2 separate regions of the Mus musculus genome follow, and region 2 is linked to region 1. Evidence: chromatin contacts called from public Micro-C data. All regions are on one chromosome and are shown on one strand. The core of a region is the stretch at or near the end of the contact, and the rest is flanking DNA. Distances in the headings are between cores, read along the strand shown. Region 1 overlaps Rab8b (RAB8B, member RAS oncogene family). Region 2 overlaps Tpm1 (tropomyosin 1, alpha).

The links. Hi-C and Micro-C count contacts between places; a contact is called where the count stands out from the background.
Region 2: a contact with region 1 is called in a Micro-C map of the G1E-ER4 cell line, with 6 times the contacts expected there. The contact joins two enhancer-like sites. A contact is called at or near these places in 1 of 484 Hi-C or Micro-C datasets (the G1E-ER4 cell line), 1 of 115 datasets of contacts at active chromatin or transcription factors (bone marrow-derived macrophages) and 3 of 9 other capture datasets (adipose tissue, liver and pancreatic islet).

The regions. Positions count from the first base shown.
Region 1 is chr9:66,894,303-66,898,027 of GRCm38.p6, forward strand. The region is part of intron 1 of Rab8b (RAB8B, member RAS oncogene family); the gene reads right to left. Among named protein-coding and RNA genes, the nearest start is that of Rab8b, 24 kb to the right of the region's middle. Within about 2 kb of position 1,564, at least 62 of the 459 cell types and tissues checked have an H3K27ac peak or open chromatin away from gene starts, as enhancers often do. A contact at or near this core is called in the G1E-ER4 cell line, where this site is marked.
Region 2 is chr9:67,037,642-67,041,366 of GRCm38.p6, forward strand. All of the region lies in intron 2 of Tpm1 (tropomyosin 1, alpha), which reads right to left. Among named protein-coding and RNA genes, the nearest start is that of Tpm1, 9.7 kb to the right of the region's middle. RefSeq lists an enhancer at 3,025-3,725. Within about 2 kb of position 1,565, at least 43 of the 459 cell types and tissues checked have an H3K27ac peak or open chromatin away from gene starts, as enhancers often do. A contact at or near this core is called in the G1E-ER4 cell line, where this site is marked.

The DNA of each region.
Region 1 (3,725 bases), core at 314-2,813:
TACAAAGTTGTACAAATGCAATATAACCCTTCCTCTTCTGAAAAGTCTGTCTTTGTCAGATTTTACTTTATATTATTTTTCAATTAAAAAAAAAGCACATTAGTGTAGTCAGTGACTTAATTCTCCATTGGAGAAAACAGCACTCACACACAGACACCTTCATGATGGGAGCCTTCTCTGGCTTCAAGTATCCAAAAATCACTAGTCCTTTCTTCTCCATCTTGGTTTTGAACAGCCATACATGACTCTCCAAACCTGGCTAAGGACCTGAAATCGTTATGGCCAGTGCCACCATACAATGAACTCAGATAAGGTCTCCTCTGGAAATCTAAAAGCTCAGTGCAATACACAGGAAACTAAAATTATCTTAAACACCCAAATTGCTATTAGAATAAATATCAAGGAAGATTACAAAGTCCCAGAGGGAACTGAATAAAAGCACCCAAAATCCCAGCACTACCAAATCACAGGAGAAATGAGAGTTTGGAGCTAGCCTGGGCTAAGTACCAAGACTGTGGAAAGAGAGGGAGGGAAGAAGAGAGAAGGGGAAAAGAAACAAAAGAAATTTCTGATGGAAAACCTCTATATTCAAATTTTTTTTAGATATAAAGAACCTATATTGTCACGTCTATTGCATAACAGGAAAATCATCATACAGAACTGTCACTCTCATTACACTAAGACCTCCCATCAGGGGACCCAGTCCTACCATCTCTTTGCCAGGCTCTTGGCAGTACATCTGTGCTCCTTTCTCCTGACTAATTATATGGACCCTCTTTGATAAGCTGTTTGATTACTCCTTCTTTACAGGAAAGGAGCTATCGTGAGCACAAGTAACAAAATGAAGTGAGAGAGACTCTGACTCAGCAACACCGAGAGGAACGCCCGTGTAATCAACATCTCTGTGACCAGAGAGAACCCCGCCTTTCCTGGGGGAAAATGCTCCACTGAGGCAGCAGCCGGGCCAGCTGCTCTGACACCATCTTTTGGCTAAAGAAGGACACATATTTGAGAAATCAAAACTTTCAGGCAGGACGACACAATACTTGAAAACTGCATCAAAACATTTATCTAGTCATTCAAGAAGGGAGAAGCCAGGCAGATAACACATAAGAGAAAAGGCCGAGAAGGAAAGACCATCTCATGGTGCTGCCTTTCATACGGACTCTTGGGCAATACAAATCTGTGAGAGTCAGTGTGATATGGTTCCTTTGCATCTTCTGCCAATTTTCACTTCAGTTTTCAAAAAAAAAAAATGCTGGGTTATGAAAACAAAACTACTGTTAGCCAGAGACGTTTTTAATATCTCTGAAACTCAAGCAGTTTGGTGAGGAACTCCAAGACAAGTTCTAGACTACCTTAATCAACAGAAATGAAAATATAAAAATGTATTTTAAAATTAAATCTGTGTATCACTGTATTACAATTCCCATAAAGCACATCTCACAATGACCTACAGTCAGAGCCAGAAGGCAGTAACTTAACTCGGAGAGTGGAACAGGGGTGACTCTAGGAGTCACCAGAAGTCATGCCTTCAGCACCTACTTTCCCGGGTCACAGTTGGTGAGTTGGGGTCAATGCAGGAACTGGTCTCATAGCAACAGCAGGTATCTCTCTGTCTGAAATGGGGAAGCTTATCCGAATCATTGTGGACTTTTAGGCATACTGACAATGCTCTACATACCCTGTTCAATTTTGAAGACTTATTAACTAACAAGAAAAATAAAGTAAAATCCCAAATACACAATCCATAGGAAATACTTTTCCTTGTTTCTCTGAGGTCAGAGAAGGATGACATGCAGTTTTTAAGTTAGAAAGAAGACATAAGAAACACAAACTCTCGAAAGCAGACACTCACATCTCAGGCTGACATAAGAAAAGAGAGATAAAACACTTTGGAAACTGAAGGCCACGCCCATCACCAGAAGCAGAGCCAGACACTGAGCACAACCATCTTCAAGGAAGCTCCGAGTGCTGCTGACAGATTCTTTTCACAATTGAAATCAAGCTCTCAGATGACCGCACAAGACTCTGCCTCCTACAGCACCGTATCTGGGAAGGAATGACCAGGCTCAAGTTTAATAGTGGGAACTTCTAAGTTTACAAGTTGGCTCAAGAAAAGGGCCATTTATGTTTTATTCTTGAGAGTAGATATGAGAAATGGGAATAAATGAAAAGTACAGAAAATTATTCACTTTAAGTTCCAACAATATAAATAAACAGCTGGAGACTTATGTAAGAATTCTTCATTGCCAGAAGGAAGGCTATAGCGTTCTCTCTGTGTGTGTGGTGGGTATGCTTGTGTGTCTGTGTCCCAATATTACAAGTTAAATTTACAACTTACCTTTTATTATTATTTTTGCAAACAAAGGCTATCTCATCTGTAGCCCAAAAACCAAGTCTACTAAATTTAAAAGAGGTATACATTGCAGTTTAGAGATGTGGATTAGATTTAAATAAGAAATTCTTTAGGCAGCACAGTGGGTTATCTGAGCATTTGGCTCTGTATAGAGCAGCAGTTACTGACCTAAAGCACGTTCCTGCAGGTCCTTCCCCAGAGTGACCATCCACACAAACATCCCATCTGTTTGACGTAATGAAAAGGTGACAGAAGACATCTTCACTTACAAGAACTTATTTGAAGGATAAAGTAAAGAATCATGTAGTACAATCTCAAGTACTGCCTGAGAAATAGGTAAATGAAAATGAATCTATGAACAGGCTAAAAATATCCAGTTTAAAAAAGAATACGGTTGGGAGGTAGACAAAGTATGCAAATGGAGGGCTGGAGTTTGGGCCCCAGAGTCCACAGACGAGCCAGGAGTACTCAGTTTGCATCCTATCACACCTCCACACGATGGAAGGGGACTGGAGAGAGACCCAAGACTATAGCTGTACAGCAGCCATGGATGAGCTGGGTTCCTGGAAGAGAGGCTGGAAATGAAAAACGACGGGGTGCGAGAGAATGATGAAGCCAAGACAACAGTTTCTGACCAAGGCTCAAAGTTTAATATCCAGCACTCTGCTTATATAAGGAGAGACCACAGACCCATCCTTTGTTTCAGCTGGATTGACTTGCAAAGCAAGCTCAGTGGGCAGTCTACTCCTGTAGGAAATTGACTCCACCTGGGTCATTAAGGTCCAACTGTGGCAAGCACTTAATGTCTATTTAGCCAGCTCCAGGCTGGGGGAAGAGCACACCTGAGGCCTGTGGGCCAGCTTGCCTGGCACACAGCATGAACAGGAGTCCCTGCCGCAACAAGGTGGAAGAGAAGGACCCCATGGATGTAACTCTGTTCACATACACAAACATTCATGTGCACATGAACATGCATACATACACCTCATACACACACATTAAAAAAGAGAGAAAACTGTTGGGACCTGGAGTTTCCTTTTCATTCCAAAGAAGGAAGAAAGAAAAAGGGAGTGAAGGAAAAGACAAAAGAAGGAGGGAGAGAGAAAAGGAGGGGCAGAGGGAGGGCCTAAGCCACTAGAATGTGCTTTTAGTTTCTGCCAGTCTTATACAAATCCAGCATAAACCTCAGTGTTTACTGCTAATCGCATGGACTTTTAATTATATTCTGGGACTGTGCGAGCCAGCCCTGCAAAGTCACATCATGCTCTTTCCTGTGTTATCATCCTCCCCCTCTCCCGCCCCCCCCCCCCGGGGATAAGCACAGGCACCTGTGGGTTCTATGTGACGATGGCCACTCACAGTCAGG
Region 2 (3,725 bases), core at 315-2,814, 140 kb after region 1:
CAGAGTGAGTTCCAGGACAGCCAGGGCTATACATAGAAACCCTGTCTCAAAAAAAAAACCAACCAACCAAAAACCCAAAAAACAAAAAACATAAATATTTTAGACACATTTATCTCAAAGAAAAAACTACAGTGTAGTGACTGGATGCCTGCGGTAGGAAGCAGGGCGAGTATGAAATGATTTGGAGGAGGAGTGCTAGTTACAACTGAACCAGCCCTCGGGGTCAGTCATTATCAGAAACCAGCTCATAACTGGGCCAAGCTGGGAAGGGCCTGAATGACTCGGCTTTTCCTTGAAGGCTGGGGGAGAGAGAAATAACCAATTTCTTAACAGCAGAGAATTCCTTTTGAGAAAGCATTCCTTATAAAAATGTATTTCTAATTTTTAAATTGTATGTGTATTAGTGTTTTGTCTACAAGTATGTACCACATATGTGCTTGCAGTGCCCACGGAGGTTAGTCCCAGGTCTAGAACTGGAGTCAGGCATTGTGAATGGTTGTGAGTGCTGGGAACAGTACTCGGGTTCTCTACAAGAGCGGCAAGCGCCTTTACTCTTGAGCCATTTCTCCAGCCTCTTTAATAGGAAATATATACACATTAACACACATTAATACACACTCAGGATATAGTTTAGGGTTGGGTTAAATTTCTTCATCTTGTATGTGTTTCATTTCTAGGAAAAAAATTCTTTAAATTAAAAAAAAAAAAAGAGGGGGGGAGGTGGAAGTGGGGACAGAAAACCACCCTAAAAAGCAAAACAAAAACAGAAAATCCATTGGGATTGGTGGTTGTAAACTCCCCCACTCCCAGCCCAGTTCTTTCTTTTCTGACACCAGAGTGCAAAGTTCTGGGCCACCTCCCAATACCCAGTACCTCAAGTAGTCTAACCTATATGGCTAGACTCTGACCAGCACCAGGGCTGTTACTGCAAGAAGAGCACTATTAGACAAGTACCTATATGGATTCCTCTAGAATACCCAGGCCATGTTCAAAAGTACCCTTCTTATCATAGTCTTATATAATAAAATGATTATCATTTACTATGAGAGTAAATATACTCGCTACTGCAGCTGTTGGAAAAATCAGAGAAATCTGAGTAGGTTTTTTTGTTTTTTTTAAAGACTTCTGTAGCATCAAATTCTAAGTTCTCTACACAGGAGCCGAACCTTGAGGACTCTACTCATTCACAGGATGACTGCTGATGGGCAGAGGCAGGACTGAGTCACTAGGGCAGGAGGAGCATCAGGGGAAGCCATGGAAACCCATGTTCTTTCCTGTTTCTCCCGCACACAAGGTTGCCCTAACTAACGGAGGCCCACCCCATTCGATCTCCGCTTCCTTCTCTTTGCCCCCAGCCCTTCCTCACACTCTCCTTTGACTCTTGACATGGTCCAGCTGAACCCTGCTTTGTAGCTATCCCTCACGCTCTTCCCCCAGCATTTTTCTTAGAACCCTGAACTCTCTGACACTCAGGGTATTTAATGTCCTCCAACAAGACCAGCCAAGGGGGTCTAAACACAGGGTGCCTAGGCAGTGGCTGGGCTTCAGGGCTGGTTCCTTTGGGCCAGTTTTGGCAGAAGGAGAACTGGAACATGCAGCAGCATTACATCCAGGGAACACTTCCGGAGGAGACGCTCATAGCCTACAGAATGAAGACCCATTGTCTGAACAGGCATAGAACCTGGGCATCACACAGGAGTCATATGAACCCACTGGAGATGTGTAATAGAAACAGAGACTACCAGGTCCTGTGCCTAGAGATTACTACGATTTGGGTGGTCTGTGCAAAGGGGCAGGAACCACAATATAAATGGCAAGCTCCTCTCTTCTGCCATCACCACCCAATGAAGCTGACAGTAACTGCAGGAGCTGCCTAGCAAACTCTCTACGAAGACAGAGGGAAGGACCTCTGACTTAGTGCGAAGGCATGCTGGGAAGCACACCATCAATGCAAGGCAAGGCAGGACTGAACCCCAAGCCTTTTGGCTTCTTAAATATGAGACTGTGGAAGCTCCAGGTCGGTGATTCTCACCCCTGGAGTCTTGCTCTCTTAGACACTGGAGTGGAAGGTTCTCTGCCACCGCCCCCCCAACCCCCCAAGTAATCTGGCTACCATCAGCAGAGCAGTGCAAGAACATCAGCAAATCGTCTCAATCTTGATTTAAAAGGCAGAGTGTCCTAGTGTTTACCCATCAGCTGATGAAAGGACACCGATCTCTAACCTTCAAGGATGAGGTCAGCGCCTGGGAAACCCTGTATTCTGGCTCCATGGCCTCTCTTACGCTGGCCTTATAGAAATTTTGAAGATTTTTCAGGACAAAAGACAAGTTTGATTTCATAATGAAAGTCCCATCTCTTTCTTATTCTCCAGCCCTCCTTTTGAGACTCTGTTGTCTAGACGGGTTGTTTCTGCCTCAGCAGTTTAGCTGCAGAGATTACACGCACGGGCTACCCTCATTATTGTTCTGTGTCCACAGACCTACGCCCGTCACCTTTACCAGCTTTTGTTTACGGGTTGGGTCCCTCCACCCAGGGTGGAGGCTCTTCTAGATATTCCCTTACGGTCTGTCTTTCTATCACAGCACCCAAGACGTCTTAAGTACCTGTTACTGTCTGTCAGTACACGTCCACTGTCCTATGCCCATTCGTTATTTAGATGTAGACAGAAATAACAAGGCATTTGGGGGAGGGTCAAGACCCCAGATGCAAACTATTCCTAGGTACTTAAATCACCCTTAGTACACAGAGTTAGCTTTCTTCTTAAAGTGGCCCCTTACATCAACACTGCCAGCAAATCCTTTCCAGTGGAGTTGCTAGTTTCTTTTATTTCAAAAGTGCTATTGGACCCCAGCATGGTACTCAGAAAGAGACTGTTGTGTTGTCGAGACTATGAGCCCTGCTAAAACAGCCACCCAGTGCTCATACATGTGAGATCCTTAGTATTGTACATACTCCCTGACCCTCTTAGTCCCAGCTCCCACCTAGGAAGTCCTATAAGCTCACCATTCCTACCCTTCCCCCTGCCTCCCAAACAAGGAAGTGGCTACCTTCAGAAAAAACAGGCACGGACTATTTTCCTACCCAACAAGGTACAATGTAGAAGTCAGGCTGTCCCCACTCAAACGCAGCAAAATGTTATTCCAAACCAGAACTGAACAGAGCCTAAGATTTACATGAAATTCACATGTTATAACCAATGCAGAAAGAAGGAAATCCTTTACTCTGAAAACCAGTGCTCTGGAATATATTTCCAAAGTCCCGACTGAATCAGAGGAGGGCACGGAACGATCAAAGGTCAGATCCTTTTATTTCAATGTAAACTGTAGCCACACAGAGAGGGTTTCACCCTGCTTGCTGTGTAAGACCAAAGTGACTTAGGGCCAAGCTAAACTCCTGCCCTTATATGGTCAAGAAAGGGGGAAAAAAAAAAAGCACCCAAGGCATTAGGGCACTCCCATGGATAGCAGATAAACACAGCCTCTTCTATCTGGGCCAAAGCCTGTAATTTGTGAGACATGTTTGTGTAGCAAGAGGAGTCAGAGCAAGGTACTGAGGTGCCTTTGCTGTGACTGCATGAGAAAGGGGGAACCCAGAGGATCCTGACAGTCACAGGCACTCAGCAAGTACCAAGGAAAACACCGAGCATGCTCAGTTTCCTGCTTCCAGAAGAAACTGCCAACGCTGAGGACTTAGGAAAGGACTGGGGGGACGGGGTGAAAATTGGT